4 separate regions of the Mus musculus genome follow, and all the other regions are linked to region 1. The links are chromatin contacts, called in public Hi-C maps. All regions are on one chromosome and are shown on one strand. Each heading gives the region's core, a stretch centred on a gene start, on an enhancer-like site or on the middle of the called end of the contact. The rest is flanking DNA. Distances are from core to core; before and after follow the strand shown.

The links. Hi-C and Micro-C count contacts between places; a contact is called where the count stands out from the background.
Region 2: a contact with region 1 is called in a Hi-C map of the N1E-115 cell line, with 15 times the contacts expected there. The contact joins two enhancer-like sites. A contact is called at or near these places in 2 of 484 Hi-C or Micro-C datasets (the N1E-115 cell line and cerebellar granule neurons).
Region 3: a contact with region 1 is called in a Hi-C map of cerebellum, with 2.9 times the contacts expected there. The contact joins two enhancer-like sites. A contact is called at or near these places in 8 of 484 Hi-C or Micro-C datasets (the Ba/F3 cell line, the HPC-7 cell line, the N1E-115 cell line and 5 more).
Region 4: a Hi-C map of the N1E-115 cell line shows a contact between it and region 1, with 6 times the contacts expected there. The contact joins two enhancer-like sites. A contact is called at or near these places in 3 of 484 Hi-C or Micro-C datasets (the N1E-115 cell line, cerebellar granule neurons and cerebellum) and 1 of 115 datasets of contacts at active chromatin or transcription factors (VIP interneurons).

Annotation. Positions count from the first base shown.
Region 1 is chr2:142,436,780-142,439,475 of GRCm38.p6, reverse strand. No RefSeq gene overlaps it. Among named protein-coding and RNA genes, the nearest start is that of Kif16b, 460 kb to the left of the region's middle. Within about 2 kb of position 1,360, at least 35 of the 459 cell types and tissues checked have an H3K27ac peak or open chromatin away from gene starts, as enhancers often do. A contact at or near this core is called in the N1E-115 cell line, VIP interneurons, cerebellar granule neurons and 1 more, where this site is marked.
Region 2 is chr2:142,057,268-142,059,963 of GRCm38.p6, reverse strand. The region is part of intron 8 of Macrod2 (mono-ADP ribosylhydrolase 2); the gene reads right to left. Among named protein-coding and RNA genes, the nearest start is that of Gm25583, 420 kb to the right of the region's middle. Within about 2 kb of position 1,318, at least 39 of the 459 cell types and tissues checked have an H3K27ac peak or open chromatin away from gene starts, as enhancers often do. A contact at or near this core is called in the N1E-115 cell line and cerebellar granule neurons, where this site is marked.
Region 3 is chr2:142,811,840-142,814,535 of GRCm38.p6, reverse strand. All of the region lies in intron 12 of Kif16b (kinesin family member 16B), which reads left to right. Among named protein-coding and RNA genes, the nearest start is that of Kif16b, 88 kb to the left of the region's middle. Within about 2 kb of position 1,320, at least 12 of the 459 cell types and tissues checked have an H3K27ac peak or open chromatin away from gene starts, as enhancers often do. A contact at or near this core is called in cerebellum, where this site is marked.
Region 4 is chr2:142,697,516-142,700,211 of GRCm38.p6, reverse strand. All of the region lies in intron 22 of Kif16b (kinesin family member 16B), which reads left to right. Among named protein-coding and RNA genes, the nearest start is that of Kif16b, 200 kb to the left of the region's middle. Within about 2 kb of position 1,376, at least 23 of the 459 cell types and tissues checked have an H3K27ac peak or open chromatin away from gene starts, as enhancers often do. A contact at or near this core is called in the N1E-115 cell line, VIP interneurons and cerebellum, where this site is marked.

The DNA of each region.
Region 1 (2,696 bases), core at 111-2,610:
CTTGTCTACTTTCACCTTAGATACTTGTAAGAAAGGCAGTTCTCTCCTAGCTTAGCTCAGAAAACCCCCCAAGGATTTTCTTAGCAAAGTGTAGAACAATGAAAACCCCTGGTTCATGAGGCTTGAGGAAGGTGACCCTGTCTCTAACTCTTATGGGTGAAACTATTACAAAGTCCAATCTAACCAATTATTTTGCCCTTAACTAACAAAATACAAGAGCTCATGGCTATCACTCAGTAGCAAAGTGTACATTAAAAGCCTTGGATTTGGTACTCTGATCCTGAAAAAAAGTCAAGAAATCCCTGCTGGGAAAGTCTAATGGCCACTCTATCCTCTATGGGAGGAGAGACAGGGACATCTTTGGTCCTCTCATCACTTTCTCGCTAATAATGGAGTGGTGATGTTTCCATCTAGGATGTTTCCATTTCTCAGTTGGTGGAGCCTTTGCTATTCAAACTGTTATCCAGCAGAGGCAGTATCTGGAAGCTAGTGTGAAAGACAGACCTCAGGCCCTTCCTTGGCCCTCTGAATCTATGTTTCAGTCTCTGATGACATGTATGGACATATGGACACTAGAATTTGAGAATTACAGGCTTAAACTTGGAAGTAGGTGGCAAATGGGATTTAATTGTCCATTTTTTTTCAGTTTCTGCAGCCTATGGAGAGGATGGCTCTCTGACCACTGGTCTGGAGCTCATGAACTAGGTCCTTCTCTTCTGAAGCTAGCACAGACATCTGCTGTTGTCCAGATAGTATGGAGTGAGAGAAAACTTAGAGATTTCTAGTCCTATGTGTCACATCCCAAATTAGAGGCAAGTTCAGTTCCCCTTCCACATATAGAACTTCTTCCTCTCCACACCTATTGCTCACTCTTGACCTTGCCCAGACTCTGTGTACCCAGATTGTTCTGACAAGTGCCAAGATTTCTGTGTCTTCTGAATCTGCCTCTCTATTTCCTCTCTGGCCCCAGGCTCCTGGGTATGCCCTTCCTTTAGGAGTCCTACAGAAAGGCACCAGGGACAAGGCAAAAGTGCTCGCTGGCCAGCTCTGCTCCCAAAGGACAAGACACCAAGGGCTGAGTCAGGGAGTTTGTTGTACACAACCTAGGCTGGTGCTGTCTGGAGTCCAGGCTGCTTTCTGCCTAGTGAGGTTATTGGATCAAAAGACATAATCTTGTCTCTGCTGCTCTGGTCCCTTGCCCTGGCCTGGCCTTGCTCTTGGCATTTCCTTCCCCACTTTCCACAAGCTGCTGGCAACTCCAGGCTGGGGGTTTGCCAATGGGAGGCCACTGTCTGCTGCTCCAAGCTGCTTCTCCCTGCTGTTTGTGAGAGTGGTTCTTCAAGGGAGCAGGGCCTGATGCCTTCCACAAAGAATGGCTTTCATCAACGCTGTGTCATGAGGCTTTGCAGTGGGGGCTGCTGGACCAAGGGCCAGAAGGGAGGGGAGAGCTGGCCACAGTGGCAGATGGAATCTGGCCCAGGGCGGATGTCGAGTGCCTTCTTCAATATGCCTTTTCCCTTTTAATCTCCTCTTGAGCGGAGCTGATCAATTAGAGTTGTAATTATTTTAATCTTCTCCTTTGCTGTCCTGCCTGCCTGCCTGCCACTGCCCATTGACTCATTCTGCTAACAATGTACTTAGGTGGCAGCTTGGCCAAGGCCATTTCAGACAAACTGGCTTTGAAATACCCCATTGGTGGCACTTGCCTGGCCTGAGGCCACCCTTTTCACTGCTGTGACCTCTGGCAAAGCTTTCTCCACTCTTTTTTTCCTCTGAAAAGTGAGTGAACTCTGTGGGATGAGAGAAGCAAGCCATCACAGTGACAGCCACACAGCATTTAGCTCATAACGTCAGCATCTGTTCTGTTGAGATCAGGCTTAGAAGCAGCAAGCTTGCCCGTCTTTCTATCTGGGAGAACTTGAGTCCTTGTTCCATGTATCATAAATTCTCAGAGGTGTTATTTGTTATTAGGTAGTGTGAGGCAGGGGGAGCTCAGAGCATAATGCCTGGTCCCCAGGAACACCTGAGTAAGGGTACACTGTTTTGTCCAGCTCTTCCCTAAGATGGAGACAAGTGTTTAGAAAAGAGTCAGGGTGGTTATTCTGGGTTTGTGCTACGTTATCTTAGCCAAAGGAGCCCCTTTCTCCAGTCATAGGAGACAAAGCCAGACAAATAATTCAGCAGAAATATGGAGATATGCTTGAAACTCTTGAGTAAACCTTTTAATCCTATAACCTCATAGGAAGTGAAATACAGAGACTCCCTGGGCTAAATAAGTATCAGTTCACTTGGATTTTGTCAGCTCAGTGGATGTGATCTTTGTTTGTTTGTTCGTTCGTTTGTTTTGTCAAGCTGACATAAACTAGAATCATCTGAAGGAAAAAAAAAAAAAAACAAACCCTCAATTGAGAAAATGCCTCCATCGGATTGGCATGTAGGCAAACTTCTTGTGGGGTATTTTCATGACTAATGATTGACATGAGATATCTCAGCCCATTGTGGTTTGTTGTTCCTGACTATTTATAAGGCCAGGTGAGCAAGCCTGGTAAGAAGTGGTCCTTCATAGCCTTGTCTTCAGTTCTGCCTCTAGCTTTCTGCTTTGACTTTCTTCCATGATAGATGCAAGACAAAATAAACCCGTTCCTCCCCAAGTTGCTTATGGTCCTGGTGCTTATCACAGCAATAGAAAGCAAAGT
Region 2 (2,696 bases), core at 69-2,568, 380 kb after region 1:
ATAGTGTCTATTCATAGCAGGATTGAACTTCTGAACCTGTATAAACAGCCCCAATTAAATGTTGTCTTTATAAGCGTTGCCTTGGTCATGGTGTCTATTCATAGCAGGAAACCCTAACAAGGACAGAAGAGAACATGAGGTACTTCTCTTCTAAGTGCTATTTCTTTGGAAACAATTGGAAACTAAATTGTTTGGGAAGACCGACTGTGGAGTGATTGCATATGACTGGGACAGGCTCTCTGTGGTGGCACTCCAGCTTTAGTTGGATCATCTTTGAAACAGGCACCCAATACTCTCTTGCTCTAAACTTGTCTCCATATTTCTTTCATTTTTTGTTTAGTGTCATGGTTGAGGCTCTCATGGCTTGTAAGAAAAGAAAGTGTGGATCTATTTTTATGATGCATATTCCTGGGTTGGCTAAAATAGGCCTCCTTGCCTTTCTCCCCTCAACTGATCAGCTAATTGGAGCTATTTGTGTTTATTTCTTATGCAAATAAAATAATTACCTTAATTATCTACCGAGATAAACTCTTCCCTTTTTTGCATTGATGATGTTTCTGAGTAACAATTTGACTTATTTCGGAAAGAGCATGTCATAAAAGTTCAATTTTTACCTAATAATTACAAGTAATAAATTTAGTTGTTATAGATGTTTGATTATTTCAGTATAATTTCTTTTTAGGATCCATTTAGATTCATCTTTCTATATTTAGCAGTTATTTCCCTTTCATTTTTTTCCAGTAATGTTCTTGCTATCCTTGTTTGTGTGTGCATGCATTTGTGGTACGTATATGTACGCACAGGTGTATGCACCTGTGTATGCCTGTATGGGGGGGGGGGTGGCAAAGTTAACACAGATGCCTTCCTTATTTACAAGTATGCTCTCTAACTGAATCTCGAGTTTCTCCATTTTGGCTAAGAGCTAGCCTGGTCATACTCAGATCCCCTTTTTATTCCTTCCTGAGGGCTGAGATTATAGGCTCCTTTCATGCCTATTTGTGTTTTCATCCCTTCCAGCCCAGAAGCCTTCCTACCCCCCTCTCCCTGCACTCTCCTGTGAGGATGATTGGTCCCACTGCAGGGTGAGAAGATGCTTGTTGTCACTTGAGCAAGGCCTGGTTTTACCACTACAGTGGTTTACACAAAGTGGGCTGCTTTTGCCAATCCGGAAAAAGCTTTAGCAGCAAGCACTGGGCTGGAAAGATGGGTGCTTACTGAGCTATGCCTGTCTCAGCTGTTCAGGAAGCTGCTCTACTAAACATAGCAGAATCCCCACCCCCCCTCCAAAGCCAGTCCCAGCTGGCAAAGCCCACCTGGCTCTCCTTTGGCAACCTCTTTGCCTGAATGATTGAGTGGCAGCCGAGAAAGCCCTCCAAGAATGGGGGGCCTGTGGCCAAGTCCTTCATTTCTCTAGCTTCATTGAACAGCTCTGGATCATTTTGCAAAGCCGTGACACTCCTCAAGATAACTCAATCCAAAGGACCAGCCAGATAACGACCCCACAGTCCTTTTTGATTCCACGAGTGTCTGAGTGTAAGTTCCAGGAAGCCGGGTTTGATCAGCTTACGGGGATCTTTGTGGATCACAGGGCTTTCTCGGAGGGACAGGGATCTGTTCCCTGCTTGTTCGGTGAGCACAACACTTGCATTATTATTTGCACATTTCTGAAGCTTTACCGAGGCAAAAAAACCCCTTCAGTCTCCCTCTTGGGGGAGGCAGCTTTCCTTTACAGCAAGAGATGTGGCACTTTCCTAATATAAACGTGCATACAAGGTTTGTAATATAAAACTCCTGCAGGCTTTCCTTGATGTCTCCCTTCTGGCTTAAACTGCTGGGTGTGACTAGTTTAGAAGCTGTCAAAATGACATAAAACAGTTATTAAAACCACTGGCTGCCTCACTGCCAGAGGGCAATATTGTTCCATAAATAGTCTGCACTGCAATAGTGCTCGGAGCAAGGCGAAGCCATCAACCTTAAGGCGGGAGGCATTTGTAGCACAAGGTAAAAATGCAAGCACATGTGGAGTCCCACACATGAATAAACGGACCCATTTTTTTCTTCAGCTGCAATTTGGGCAAATAGGTACAAGTGAAACACCGGTACTCAGTATCTATTTGAGCACCTAAGTGAACATGTAATTGCACAATGAGCCTTTCACAGAAACTCAATTAAACATGTAAATTATTGTCTAATGTCCCCAGCAGCCAAAGAATATTTTCCAAGTCTGTAGTCATTATCCTCTATCATGCATTTGTGCATCAAAGTACACATTTCTATAATTAAATGACAATTATTTTTACTTCTCTCCCATTAGTAATATTTAAAGTCACAAGTATTCTTCTCTTTGGTGCTTGAATATATTAAGTTTTTAGAGGAAGTACCCATTAAGGAATTAGTGGGTGTCCATAGGGGCAAACTTTTAGTATCCATATCTTTGGAATGGTAAACCAAATAAAATGATCCTTTAAAGAACAGAATTATATGAATGAGTTATTCTGAAATATTTTTGAGGAAGTCCCTATAGCATATTCTTGGAGATGAATGCTGATAACTTTAATGAAATATTAACAACCTTGAAGGTTAACACTAAATAATTATTTGCTTCCTTAAAAAGATAACTATCTATCTCGGGAAACTGGAGGCGGTTGTTTCTTTTGTATAGTTTATGACATTGGTTGTGAAAAGGTAATGACAAT
Region 3 (2,696 bases), core at 71-2,570, 380 kb before region 1:
GCCTTTCTCATGTTTGCTTTACCCTGTAAACTATTCTATTGTCCCAGAGAACGCCACTCATCCAGCCACCAGCTCATTTCACATGGTCACATGGCCTTTAAGGACTGCCTGGGCATACTGGGCAGTGTTCCAGATGTGGGTCTTTGGGTCTTCCCTTTGCTTCATTCCATTCTCTCGCCCTGTTGAGTTAGACTGCTCAATTTTTTGGCCTATCCCTTTCCCTACTTTTGTTTTGTAAGCCATTGCCTCCAAGCCATGGCTGTTACTTTTAGCCAGGCAGAGGTTATTTTTGTTAAATGGGAGAGTAATGACCATGACTGTAGTAGGAAACTCCAGGTCTGTTTTAATTACTTAGAATTCTTCCTCATTTTAGACATGCATCTCCTACAATCCAGGCAAAGGTCTCGCCTACTCTGTCAACCACAGCTCACTTATCCAGAATGTTCTTTAATATCCTTATCCATCAATTGCATCCTCTTGATGAAATGATTTACACTACTTTATCATCATTATTTATTATTGTTACTTAGATAGTGCATCCTTATTCATACGGCGCAGGATCAGAGGTACACTCAATGTGCTTCAGCACCAGGTCAGGAGCCTTATACACTTTCAAAGAAAGCTTTTCACGCTCTAACCTGATTTCAGTTCAGACCTGCTTGTTAGGGAGTGTTGGTCTTCCTCCTGTCTTCTTCAGGCTGTGATAATGCTGTCTGTGGTTTGAATAACTCCAAAGTTGAGGTGCTGAAGGTAGTCACAGAGATCTTGTTTATAAAAACAAAGAGAACATGGCCAACTCACATGTTTCAGAGCATAATTTTAACATGTAGACTAGACAAGATATACTGAAACTAGTAGCTATTATATAATGAGTTTCACTTGCATTTAAATTATTCTTCAGAGTTTTTGAAAGTTGATTTAGAACAAATGACTTGTATTTTTTATTATATTAAGCCAGAGTAATTTTTTTTTGTTAGATTTAACAAGAATTCTCTGAATGTCTTCAGAATCACAAAGTAACAGTCTGCTGTTAGTAAGTAAAATACATTTTTTTAAAGTAAACAATATCAGAGCAAAAGCAGCAACAACCAAATGTGTCTTTTCTCGGGAAGCTAATCTTATCATATTTTGCATATTGTATAGGGAGGCTTGTCGAGTTAACAAGTGGCAGTCCCAACTATGGGCAAAGCCATTGTGTTTTAAGAGCAACCCACATTCTTGTTTTACAGTATTCATTATCTTGAGAATAGTTGGAGTAGATGTGCTGTTGGGAGTGGTTTGGTTTTTACCACTAGATGGCACTGCAGTTAGGGAAAACAAATCCCATAGCTCTTAACTAGGATCTTTGGCAGTGAAGCTGTCTGCAAGGACAGGATGTACTGCTAAAGGGGATTGAAGAGGCCACCAGTGATTTCTAGATAGAGTCTGTGGAGACAGATTGTGGAGATTCTAGCATTAGGGGTTATTTAGCTGGTGCCTTCTTGAAGCCACATTGACACCTGATACAGAGATGGGAACGCATCTTCATATTCTGGAGTTTCCATTCACATCCTTCTGAAATACTTTGTCTGAAGTTGCTTTACATTTAAGTGGTGGCTCTTAATGTGTGTCATAGGTGGTCATTCTGATTGGCTCTTTTTAGAAAGCTGGCCTGCTTCCTTCCCTCCTTTTCATCCTTCCCTCCTTTGCTCCCTCCCTCCCTCATGCCCTTCCCTTTTTATTTATGTGCTTCTCTTCATAAGAATCATTTTTGCAATGACTGTTTACACCATTCTTTCTTCATCTTTGGCTCTAAGGAGTTCTTAAGAGAATTAAAACTTCCCTTGCCTTGTGTCCTTGTTCTGTAACCTTCCTTGTTTGTTTAAGGCTGTCCGAATTAGTGAATGTGCTCAAAGAGAGAGAGAGAGCTCTCTTTTTGGCTTCATATATTGAGAGCCAAGAGTCTTCTAGAAGAATGCTCAGGTTAAGATTTTTTCCCTAACTCTCTCGTCATTTACATGGCAGCAGGCAGAAGGCACTGCCAGCAGGCACAGGTACACTGCAAGGTGGCAGAAAATAATGCTGAAGGTCACCTCGCTCAGCTAGATGGTGGCTGTGTGACATGGGTGACTTACGTAGACTCTATGTCGTTCAGTTTCAAGATCTGTGAAATGGGGCCCATAGCATCTCATTAGGTTGCTGTGAGAATGGAGGGATAGTGGTAAAGCCGCTTTGTCGGTTGGAGCCCTGAGCAGGGTAGAAAAGGGTTTCTCAGGGCTTGAGCTCAAAGCATCTGTTCTCCTAGGAGCTGAGGCTGCTGGGGAAACTGAGGGAGTGTAGTTTAGCAGTTGGGGTACAGAAGAGCCCAGCTATAGAAAGGGTGTGAACAGCAGACCTTAATTTCCTAGTTAATACTTCCTTTTCTTCATTACTGCTTGAAAGAAAATAGTGAGCTAATTTAAATTCTGCTCATATATTCTGAAGACGCTTTTCTCGTTTAGTTTCATTATCTGAACCATCAGTATTTCTTTTGAAGTGTCTAAGTAGTGCATTGAAATTTCTTACTCATTTCTCTCATTTCACATTGAATTAATGACAGAGTATTCGAAGTAGATGAAGTCTTAGGGCTGATCTTATCCAACCTTGTCATGAGACACTGGGAGTGTAGAGCCTGCACACAGGGTTTCTGCTGCAACTTCTCAGGATTACATAGGGAA
Region 4 (2,696 bases), core at 127-2,626, 260 kb before region 1:
CCTTGAGCACATGACATGTTGTTTGCCAGAGCCTGTGGACATAATGAAGGCTGTCAAAGGCATTTACTGGCTTGCAGTTGCTAACTGCTCCCAGCCTGACCCCCAGGCTGCATGCTTGCTCCTGCTGCCTTCAATTCTGTATGCTCTGGTACTGGTAGATGGTTGCCCAGGCTCCATGAGCACTTTTCATGCTCTCCCTCTCACTGCACTGCAGGAGATTCAGGTCGGCTTTGGTGGGCAGAGCATTCGTTTCCTGGGCTCCACAGAGGACCTCTTGCTTACTGTGCTTACTTACAACAAGAGCCTCACTCAGCAGCTCTGCCAGGACCTCCTGGGTGTGCTAATGGCTGGGTCTGAAGCTGCTGCCTACAGCAATCACCCTTTGCTCCATCAGGATCTGGTTCAGCTTTCTCTTGATTTGAAGGCAGAAATCCCTGTTTTAGCTTTGGCGAATGGAGTTCAGTTGTCTTGCAATTTCCAGACAACCTTGGTAGACATGGTCTACTTTCTTCATGGAAATATGGAGGCCAGTGTCCCTTCTCTGGCAGAAGTTCAGTTACTGCTCTATACCACAGTCAGATTGGAGAGTGAGGCTGCTTGTGCCCCCTGCCTATCATTCATCCTTTTAAACACCCACATGGCACTCCTGAGGGAGGATCATGTGTTTTACCCCCACACTGGCTCTCTAAACACACTTCCTCCACATGGGCGATTTGATGTGATCACGTGCCAAGCTCTGAGTGAGTTCAGATGTGTCATAGTTCCAGAGAAGGACAAAGTGTCAAAGGTAGAGCTGGTCTTCCTAAGGAAACATGGGCTTCCCTTGAACAGAGGAAGTGGTCTACCTGAGCAGAGTCGAGTTACCTCAAGCACCCAGGTGGTTATTCCGTTGTGTCTTGAGGATGGACAGGATCAGGCACTCGACATCTGGAAACTCACTTTCAATTCTCAGGATGAGGCTCTTTGGCTAATCTCATATTTAACAAGACTCTAGGAAGGAGACATTTAGAGATACAGGGCAGTTTCTTTTAGACCTTCAATAAAATGAACATTATAAAAACAGTCAAGGAAATATGAATGTCTCAGTGTACTTGATTGAATGGGAAAAAGCAGAACTCTGAAATTGAAAGTGTAAATATTTTGAATAAAGCAAAGTGAAAATAGCTGATAGCAGAGAACTGGAAAAATATCTTTATTGCCACCTGCTTCATTGTCTCAAAGCTCAGATTGTAAATTTGGATCTGCTCAATTACTGGTGCCATGATTAAAGCATTCTGACAGCTTGGCTTAGTTGTCTGTTTATGGTGTGGTAGCTTGGAATCGGGTGGTGCCTGCTGGCGTCCAGTGGACTAATTTGTGCTGTCTGGAAAGGTGCCCAGTCTGGCAGTGACCTTCATCAACACCCTCCGTGTTGCCCATGAGTAGCACAGCTGTGTGGTAGAGTGCATCAATGCTTCCTTCAGCTTCCCCAGTCCATGCCCCACACATAATTTTTACCAGTCTCCTTCTTTCTCTGAACTTCTGTGTTTTTATCCTGGAAGTGCTGTTTGTCTTGTTGTAACCTCTTTATGGCTTATTTCTGCTGTCTTGTCAAATATACAGTTGCCTTGGATGACGTTCAGCACTCTCTATGTCTTCCATCTTTCCTGTCCCTTGACTAGCCGTGACTCAGGTCTGCTCAGCCAGGTATCTTGCTGGCCTGAGGTGAGTTTGCAACTATCCAGGCTTTGTTCATTCTTCATTTACTCCTGTGTGGCAATCCCGTGAGCAGTCGGGAAACATGCTTTGAGTTAGTTTATACCATCCAGCTACTGTGCCCTTGTTCTCCTTTCTCTTAGATGCATGTCCACTAAATCCCAGAGTCTCAGAAGCAGGGAAGTTGCCTCTTTTCTCCATTGACTCACCTTCCTCTCTGCTGGGCACAGACTCAGCACACTCGGTGCAGTTTAGTGGGTCTCCAGTTTCATTAAATCACTCATTTCAGCTTTGGCTTGGAAGGGCCTTTCTGTTCTGGTCACATTCTTGGCTAATGGTCAGTATAAGTGTGGGCTCTTTATTTCTGTCAGTAGCTGATGATGGAGGTGAAGTCAAAACCTAACCCACCCAGAAACTTACCATCTGCTTTTTGTCAGAATTGCCAAGAGAGCAGACAAGCTATTGAAGTGTCTCCACATTTTCATCTGTTTCCTCTGTTTAGATTCTGGGGAAATGAATAGCAAAACATAGAAGTGGAGAATGTGTTGTTGCCTTCTGTGGACCAGTGGCAAGCTTATTGTTTTCAACAGAATTCTTATCTGGAGATAGAGTGTGGTTTTGTTACTTCCAAAACACCCCTCCTCTGATACACACATCCAAAGCCTTTTAAGTATATAGAGAACGTTGTGAAAATTACTATCACCACTTGACCCCAACTTTAACTATGGGTCTCTCTTGGGTGAAAAAAATCTTGAAAATCCCATAATATTCTTCTAAAACCTCATCAATACTATTTCTACTTTTCATTTTTTTTAGCTAATATAATTTATATTACTTGCCATGACTCTTTTGTCATATATGTTTGATTAAACAAACAAATAAACAGAATTAAGTCATGAAGAACTGAGACTAAAATTGAAGATGCTGACAGAGGGATATAATGATTGAGAACAGGAAGCAATACAAAAGTTATCTGTTATTTTAACAAAGACTGTCTACCT